2 separate regions of the Ovis aries genome follow, and region 1 is linked to region 2. Evidence: chromatin contacts called from public Hi-C data. All regions are on one chromosome and are shown on one strand. Each heading gives the region's core, a stretch centred on a gene start, on an enhancer-like site or on the middle of the called end of the contact. The rest is flanking DNA. Distances are from core to core; before and after follow the strand shown. Region 1 overlaps IGF1R (insulin like growth factor 1 receptor). Region 2 has its middle 41 kb from the start of SYNM.

The links. Hi-C and Micro-C count contacts between places; a contact is called where the count stands out from the background.
Region 1: a contact with region 2 is called in a Hi-C map of hypothalamus, with 4 times the contacts expected there. The contact joins two enhancer-like sites. A contact is called at or near these places in 2 of 16 Hi-C or Micro-C datasets (blood and hypothalamus).

The regions. Positions count from the first base shown.
Region 1 is chr18:7,399,587-7,403,823 of ARS-UI_Ramb_v3.0, reverse strand. The region is part of intron 2 of IGF1R (insulin like growth factor 1 receptor); the gene reads right to left. Among named protein-coding and RNA genes, the nearest start is that of PGPEP1L, 180 kb to the left of the region's middle. Within about 2 kb of position 1,618, at least 46 of the 54 cell types and tissues checked have an H3K27ac peak or open chromatin away from gene starts, as enhancers often do. A contact at or near this core is called in hypothalamus, where this site is marked.
Region 2 is chr18:7,068,563-7,072,710 of ARS-UI_Ramb_v3.0, reverse strand. No RefSeq gene overlaps it. Among named protein-coding and RNA genes, the nearest start is that of SYNM, 41 kb to the right of the region's middle. Within about 2 kb of position 1,865, at least 23 of the 54 cell types and tissues checked have an H3K27ac peak or open chromatin away from gene starts, as enhancers often do. A contact at or near this core is called in hypothalamus, where this site is marked.

The sequences.
Region 1 (4,237 bases), core at 369-2,868, 330 kb before region 2:
CACAGCGCCCTGAGACCCCTCCTCTCAGGAAAATTATCCTCGTTGCGGAGTACAAAGGGACAGCGAGAACAGGGGGAGAGAGACAGGGAAATCCAAATCGGATGGGATGGGTAAGTTGAAATGGGACATGTTTCCTAGGGTTTAAGTGGCCTGGAAGCTGCTCTTGCAAATCATGACGACCACCACGTACCATTCCTTATATTTATATTTGCAGTGTTATCTTCCCCTCCTTTCATTCCCGGTAAGCACCTCACACGCCCCACTGCTGACAAAGTACACAGGCTGCAGGGCTGACATGGCTCGCCCCATGGCTACAGCTCTGCTGTGTTTCTGCAGTTACTATAAACCAAGAAGCAGAGGCTTTCTGTGACTGTGATTCAGGCCCGAAGGAGGCCTAATCACTCAGCAAACCAGAACCTCAAAATCATTTATTTACTGTTGACGGGGCTTCTCACAAAATGTCCCAAAACAAGCTCTCTTTATAGAGCACTCTTCCTTTCTTTTGAAAAGAATCGTTAAGCAAGACTGGATATCATCTGGAACAGCGGCTCCTAAAAAGGTGGCGGGGCGGGGCATTTTTGAACCGAATGCCACATGCTCTTGCTGGATTTTGCCATTCTGCCTGCGTTTTCTGCTCAGAGCCTCTGTAGCGTAACAGAGAAGCTTCAGACACTGAAGCTGCTCCCGGCCGCGCAAACTCCAGTCCGCATCTTCCAGGCAGCCCTGTCACAAATAATTCCTGTCCACTACGCCCCTATCACACTGAATACAACCACATTGTGCAGCTGGAAATGGGAAACCTGATTCAGACCACAGAGGAAGGTACAAAAACATTGAGCTCAACACAATGCTGTCTTTCTTGCGTGTGCTGCTGGTGATGGTATAGCAACAGATCTCAAACCTACTAGTGGGTGAGAGATTCAAGACCCGTTTTGGAAGGAAACGCAGAATTACAAGAGCATTCCAAGCATCCCAAAACAGTCACAACAACAACAACCAAAAACCCACCCAGTCCTTCCAGAGCTGCGCCAGTTTCGTGTGCAGTGTTCCTAACCAAAATCCGTCTAGCCCAAGCACGCAATTTAAAAAGGAAGCACGATCGCCGCAGAAAATGGTGCATGTTGACAAAGCGTGACTTGTCCCACATGGGCAGGAATCAAAGGAAAACCAGCCTGATGGTAACCCAGCCTCCTTTAGTCTGCACGATTAGCCAGAGGGAAAAGAAAGAGGCTGGCATGAGGGCAGGGGGGCGCGGGCAATGGAGGACTGGGGCCAGAAGGCCGCCCATGCCCTGCGAGATTCTGGTAAACAGCAGCCTGTAATGGCCACTGCGAGAAGGAAAACAGCCACGGAGGGAAACGTGTTTACAACTGCGGCGGTGGGCGGGAGGCCGAGCGGAGGGAGGGAGGGATTCCCCGGCTCCGCGCGCCGCTCGCTCGGCTTCGCTGAGGCCCCAGGGCTGGGTTACGCTTCGGCGCCCGCACCCCCGTTTTATTGGAGGGGGGCGCACATCTTGTTTATGGGGAAGGTTACTCCTCCTCCGCTCTGCTGATCGCTGCCTCAACACTCCCGCCGCATCCTTGCGGGATGCGCGCTTGACTGACGGCCGTGCCAGCCAGTCACCGCCCGGGCCCCTGGCTCGGTGGACTTTCCCAGCGAGCCGATTGGGCGGTGGGGAGGGCGGGTCCTCGTGATTGGCGTGCCACTCGGAGTGGAAAGTAGTAAACAACCTCGGTCCACCGCAGCCGGGAGGGCGCGGGATGCCCGCTGCTCCGGTCCTCGTCCCGAGCCCGGGCGGCCCTGAGACAAAAGGAACCCGCGGCGGGAAGACGGCCGAGGGCCCCCCAGAAAAGCAGACACAAGTGGGCGCCCTTTAGATCCCCTGGGCGAGAACTGCTGACTTGCATCCTCCCATCATTTTTGTTCAGTGGAAAACCAAAAAGGTTTTGTTTCCACAATTCTCGCTCTCCTTTTTCTTCCTACAACTTAAAAACTCCCAAAAGGGAACGGGCGAGGGCCGATTCACTTGACTCTCCCTCTTCCCCCTCCCTCCACAGTGTATACTTTTGTCTCTGCAGAAGTGATTTTAAACCCTGGTACTAAAAATTGTTTGCTTACATAATGTGCCCTTCACAGAGGTGAATTAGACGCCTTGTTAGACCTTTTCATCACAAGTTTTTGGAGCTGTGATCTCACTCAGGGCTGACCGTGTTTGGAAACATACATATAAAAAGAAACTGAGATGATGTTGTATTAAGCTCCTTTGACAAGAAATAAACAGTTAACTTGCATTTTCCATAGAGGGGGTAGTTCACCCAGGATATTGCACGCATGCCAAGGTAACTCCTGCTCTACTTTGCCTTGAATCACAATCCACTCCTCCTCCTGTCCTCACCATCCTCCTGGGACCTCAGCAAGAAAATCGGCAGCTTTCAGCATGGAGGTGCTGCTCCCCCAAGCCCGGCAGCTCCTGGGGCTGCTTCCAGGAGGGGCACGATCAACACAGAGGTCTCCAGACACTACCTTCCTGGGAGAGAGAGTCCACAGAGAGGCCTCCGGGAGCTGATGGAGAAGGGAAGGGGGCGGGGGCCTGTGGGGGGAGCTGGACACCAGAGGGATCTCCAGAACACTTGTTTGCCTGCTGACTCTACACTCTCATGGTAAGCCATGTTGCCACCCGTGGCCAGACAGCCAGACTGCTGGAGAGCTTTAAAAATAAAGATACAAAGGGCTCTTGGCAGGACGGAACTTAAGAGTGAACCTGGGGGTCCTCTGTATCACCGCCCCCCCCCCCCCCCCGCACACACACGCCCCCGGCTCCACGGATTGCCAGCCTCTGTTGTCTGCTTGCTCCAAGAGCGCCTCGCCCCCACTGCCTGCTGCGTGGAGTTAGTGCCCTCGTCCTTTCCACCCTAGACCCAGCCCCCAGGTCTGCAGCCTCCTTCCTTCCAACCAACCTCCCTTGGGGCACTCGGTTCCGGTCGCAGGCCCCAGTGCCCTCCATACACACCCTTCACGCCCTTCACTCAGTCTGCGCCTTCTGTGCTATCCCCTGCCAGCCCGGGAGAGGCCGCTGTTCTCCACCGCTTCCCGCCCCTGCCTCCCGCGCCTCTCAGTGCCCCTGATGGCCTGGCCAATACTGCGTGCAGACTAGGATCGCAGCTCTGGCCGCCTGGTGAGACACTGAACTTCCCGAGGGCAAAAGTGGTGTCGGCTTCTGATGTGTACGGAGATGCAGGCCTGCGATAAGCATGCTCTGGACTTGCGCACCTCTGCACACGGTCCTCAGCCTCTCTCCGCCCCCAGCTCACTTAGCGCGTGCTTTCGGAGCTGGCGTCTGGCTGACACGTACTCGTTCAACCCCCGACCCCCAAGGTGGAGGCCCTGGCAGTTCTGTCCCTCTATGGTTCTCTGCACACACGCAGCTGTTCATGCCGTCTCCTCTGCCACTCAGGCCCTTTTCTGTCCTCCTGAGAAGAGGCAAATTCTTTTTCAGCCTAAAAAATGCTCCCTACCTTGCGCAGAACTTTCACCAGCTCCTGCCACCCCTTCCCCCAGAGCATCTCAGAGAGAGAGGCCTCCAGGTATCTGCTCCTCTCTCCGCCTGGCCGGGACACAAGGACAGTCCGACAGCTGGCGTGGTGTACGCAAGAACCAAGAACTGAAAGGCAAATCCACAAAGTGCTTTCCTCCCCACCAGGTGTCCATAGACCGGTCCATTCTGGTCTCCAGACGTGACAGTGCACACACTTTCAAGCTGGCTCCGCCACAGGGTCCTTCCCCAGTGCCTCTCCCTGAAGACCCCGCCTAGTCTGACTGTGGGCGGGCTCCTCCTGCCCTTTCAGCTCTCTTGCTCAGATGCCACTTCCACCCCCACCACGCGCACCTCCTGGCCACTATTACACAGACCTGCTTCATTTTCATCATGAGATTTAACTACCATCCTTCCTATCTGATTACCCACTTGCTGGCTGTATAGTCTGTCTTCTTTTTCATCTGCTGGGTTCACAACCTCATCTCCAGCGGACCTCAAGCCAAAGCAACGGACAGTATAGGAGGCTCCACTCAGCAGCACATTCAGGCAAAGGAAGATGAGTTTTCTGGGAGGATTTGCCTCAGAACCCTCAGTCTGACACTCACGGAACCATACAAGGTAGGGACAGGACTAAGCTCTGGGGCCCCACTTGACCCGAGGAGTCCCCGTCGTCCTGAGAATCCCAGATTCTGCAGCTGGAAC
Region 2 (4,148 bases), core at 616-3,115:
GCTCCACTTGCCACAAGGCATAGGCAGGGAGCAGAATCCAGGCAACCAAATGGAACCAATCAAGATATTGGAGAGGGTGAAGTGCAGAGCCAGGGCTCAGAGGACACCACACTCTGGTTTGCCAGCATTTCTGGGAAGGACAAGGCAACAGCCCTGACTGCCTGTTCTTCATCCTGAGAAGGACTCTGGTTGCCCAGATGGGGACCTGGACTCTGGAATGTCAGGGCAAATCCAGACAGTGCTGGTTCTCGTGGAATCTGGGAACCAATAAAACAATGACTGGAAAGCAATGATCTGAAAGATATTCTTGCTATAATTTTTCCACAGAAATATACTATGTAGCAAGCTAAGTAAATTCTTGGAAACCTGGAAACCCCCCAAAACTGGTAGAAGCAGCTTTTTTTTTTTTTATACAATGAGATAGAGAAAAACCACATTTCTTGGATTTAACTTTGTTCACACAAATTTTGTTTTGCTTTGTTTTTTTTTTTTAAAGAAAATCTGGCATTAGTTAATCTAAGTATGAAACTGTCATTCTTGAAACTCCTTAAAAAGTTGCCTATAATTGTGTGGCTTGAAAAATTAATTTCTTTCCAGATGATGAAACATGAAGCAGGTCTCCTAAGTGAAAATTATTGGCACACCCCCGACTCCCATCCTCAGAAGGCAGATGGAACAATGGGCAGAGGAGGGGAGCCTGTGGGACCTCAGCCAAACAAAAGGGCTGCCTGCAACTTGCCTAAAATAGAAAATAAAAGTTAGAACAGCTTCCCCCCTGGCGGGCCCCTCTTTGGAGCCCTCTGCGGAGTAGCAGGTACCTCACGGGATGGTGCACCCCCAAAGCAGTAAAAGCAGAAGCTCCAGCTCCCCACTTGGGTCTCCTTCCCAGCTGGGGGTGCAGGTTCACCCACCAGAGCCACCTACGCACGGTGATGGCTTTTACTTTTGTTCTGCTGAAGAAATTCAAATCATGTTAATCTTTCAGTTCTTTTTACAGAACTCTGGAGAATGATACATATTACAGGAGCTTTATTTGGAACGAGGCAAAGAATCTGCCTGCAATGCAGGGGACCTGGGTTCGATCCCTGGGTTGGGAAGTTCCCCTGGAGAAGGAAAAGGCTACCCCCTCCAGTATTCCTGCCTGGAGAATCCCTATGAACAGAGGAGCCTGGTGTACTACAGTCCATGGGGTCCCAAAGAGTCGGTCACGACCGAGCGATGAACACGTTCCGTTTCTTTCTGGAGAGGTGAAACGCCCTTCACTGTAGGGCGGCTCTGGCTCTGGAGTGGAGGACAAGGGTTCCAATCCCGGCTGTGCCATCTGCTGTGCCGTGACCCCCGCCTCTCAGAACCACGTGTACAGCGGAGAGATGAGTCCTGGCTTGCGGGTGTGGTGTGAGGGTCAGCAACTAGGGTCAGCGAGCGCGGGTTTCTCTGCCCAGCGCTTCCGGGCCTCGGCTTCCGCCCGGCTCAAAAGGCAGAGAATCTGCCTGCGATGAAGGAAGCCGGGTTCGATCCCTGGGTCGGGAAGTTCCTGTGGCGAAGGGCATGGCCACCCACGGCCGTGTTCTTGTGTGGAGAATCCCATGGACAGAGGAGCCTGGCGGGCCACAGCCCGCGGAGTCACAGAGTCAGACACCAGTGAGCGACTAACACACAGCGGCCAAGAGAAGGCGGTGGCCGGCTCCGCGCGCACAGCTCACCTGAGGGGCGGCCGTGGGGACCGAGGGGGCGCCTCACTGAGGCCCCGCAGCGGGCGGCCTCCCCACCGCGCGCCCCTCGTGCACTCGCCCCTCGTGCACTCCAGGGTTCCGCACCGCCGAGTCACACCCTGCGACCGCGGCCCGCTCCCCGGCACTGAGGGCGTGACGGTCGCCGCAAACAGGGGCTTTGTCTCCTTGTCGAGCCGGCCACCCCGTCACCGCAACCCGGTCATCCCCTCCCCGCAGTCACCCCCTCCCTCCCGTCACCTCCCCCTCCCTCCCGGTCACCTCCCCCTCCCCCTGGTCACCCCCCGTCACCGCCCCTCCCGGTCCCCACAGCCACCTCCCCGCCCCGCCCCCCCTAGTCACCGCCCCTCCCGCCCCTCGCCCCGCCCCTCGCCCCGCCCCTTCCCACCCCCCGTCATCCTCGCCCCGCCCCCGAAGCGCACACAAAAGGCCGCGGGCCGGGGCACCCGGAGCCGCGGGCTTGTTTACCGGGCGGCCCGGCGCGGCGCGGCGCCGCCACCTCCCGGCGGGAGCGGGCGCTGCTCCCGGGCGCGGGCCCAGGGCCGCGGGCCGATGACCCAACGCTGCAGGCATCTGGGGATAACCTTTCCCCTTTCTTTCCAAGACCAAATAAGGGGGCTCTTCCCTCTGCGCCGGGCCCGCGGCGGCTGGGCCGAGGGGCGTGGAGGGGCGGGGCCGCGGACGCGGCCGCCGGGCCGCCGAACACCGGCCGCATTGTTCCCGCGGCGGCGGCCCCTCCTCCCCGGGCGGGCGGGCTCGGCCCCGGGCCGGGCGGCGCGCTCCCTGCCCCGGGGGCGCGCGGAGCCGGGCCGGCGGGGAGGGGGCGCCCAGCCCCGCCGCAGCCGCGCCGAGCCGCTCCCCGCCCCAAGCGGCGGAGGGCAGGCGCCCCGGGCCCGCCCCCGCCGCGCTCCCCGCGGTCCCCCGCGCCCACCCCCGCCGCGCTCCCCGCGGACCCCCCGGCCGGCCCGCGGCGCTCGGAGCGGGCGGGCCCCTGCGCCGGCGGCGGGCGTAGACCGAGGGGAGCCGGGTCCGGCTGCCAGGCCTCGGAACCCTGGCATCGCCCCCGAGGGAGGGAGTCATTGGTGGCTGACAGTGTTTGGTAACCACAGAAACCAAGATTTGACCTATATTTTTGAATATGGCCTCAACCCTAGTTTTCCTTCTAGAAATCAAAGGGAGTCTGACCTGACTTGCTGTTAATTTTCCTCTTGCTTTGTATTCCAGAATGCCACCCAGAAGGCTGGGCGAGTCGGGAGACCTCACCGGCTGGTTTGCTGGTGACTCGTGAGGGTGACAGTGCTCCAGACCCAGAGGCAGGGACTGCCTCTCTCGCTGCCTCCTGCCAACACCAGGTCCCCCTGCGACGCTGGGGACGTTTCTGGAGGGCAATTGGGTGATGCTTATTAGCATTTTAATATGTTTACCGTTTAACTGTTTCATTCCTCTTATAAGTTTTATCCTAAGTAGGTAGTGGGGTAGCTCAGCTGATAAAGAATCCGCCTGCAGTTCGGGAGACCTGGGTTTGATCCCTGGGGTGGGAAGATTCCCTGGAGAAGGGAATGGCTACCCACTCCAGGGTTCTGGCCTGGAGAATTCCATGGACTGTATAGTCCATGGGGTTTCAAAGAGTCGGACATGATGAGTGACTTTCACTTTCTAAGTTTTATCCTAAGTAGGTAATGGTGGGGAGGGGCTTCCTCGGTGGCTCAGAATGTAAAGACTCCTCCTACAATGAAGGAGACCTGGGTTCGATCCCTGGATTGGGACGGTCCCCTGGTCTGGAGAATCCCCATGGACAGAGGAACCTGGCAGGCCATGGGGTTGCAAAGAGTCAGACAGGACTGAGAACCTGGCAGGCCATGGGGTTGCAAAGAGTCAGACAGGACTGAGTGATTAAGCAGGGCAGCACAGGTGATGGCGGTCACAACCCCACCATGTGATGGCAACAACAGTTGGTTCTAACTGAGCATCTACTATGTGCTGGAAACTGTTACAAAGTTTGACAAATACCTACTCATGACACTTCCCTGCAGTGGGTATTCTTAATACCCCTGTTTTATAGAAAGGGAACCTGCAGTCAGAGGTCAGTTTTCCTCTCAAGAACAGCCAGCTGGTCAGTGGCAGAGCCAAGATGTGTGCTTGGACTATGGGGCTCCTGACTCCCTGCCCTTGCCCGAAACACTGAATGTTTATCAATGGGGATTTGATTAATTTAGAGTACATCCATATAAGGGAATACTCTCCAGCCACTTAAATATGATGCAGATTGGGACTAATTGGCATGGAAAAACGTCCATGACATATTGTTGAGTGAAAACAGCTGGTTGCACAACAGCACGCAGAGCAGGGTTGTGCAGCTGGGCTGAAGGGCGTTGGTGGCACTGCTCCGTGTGGTCACCTGGGGCTAGTGGGGCTGCA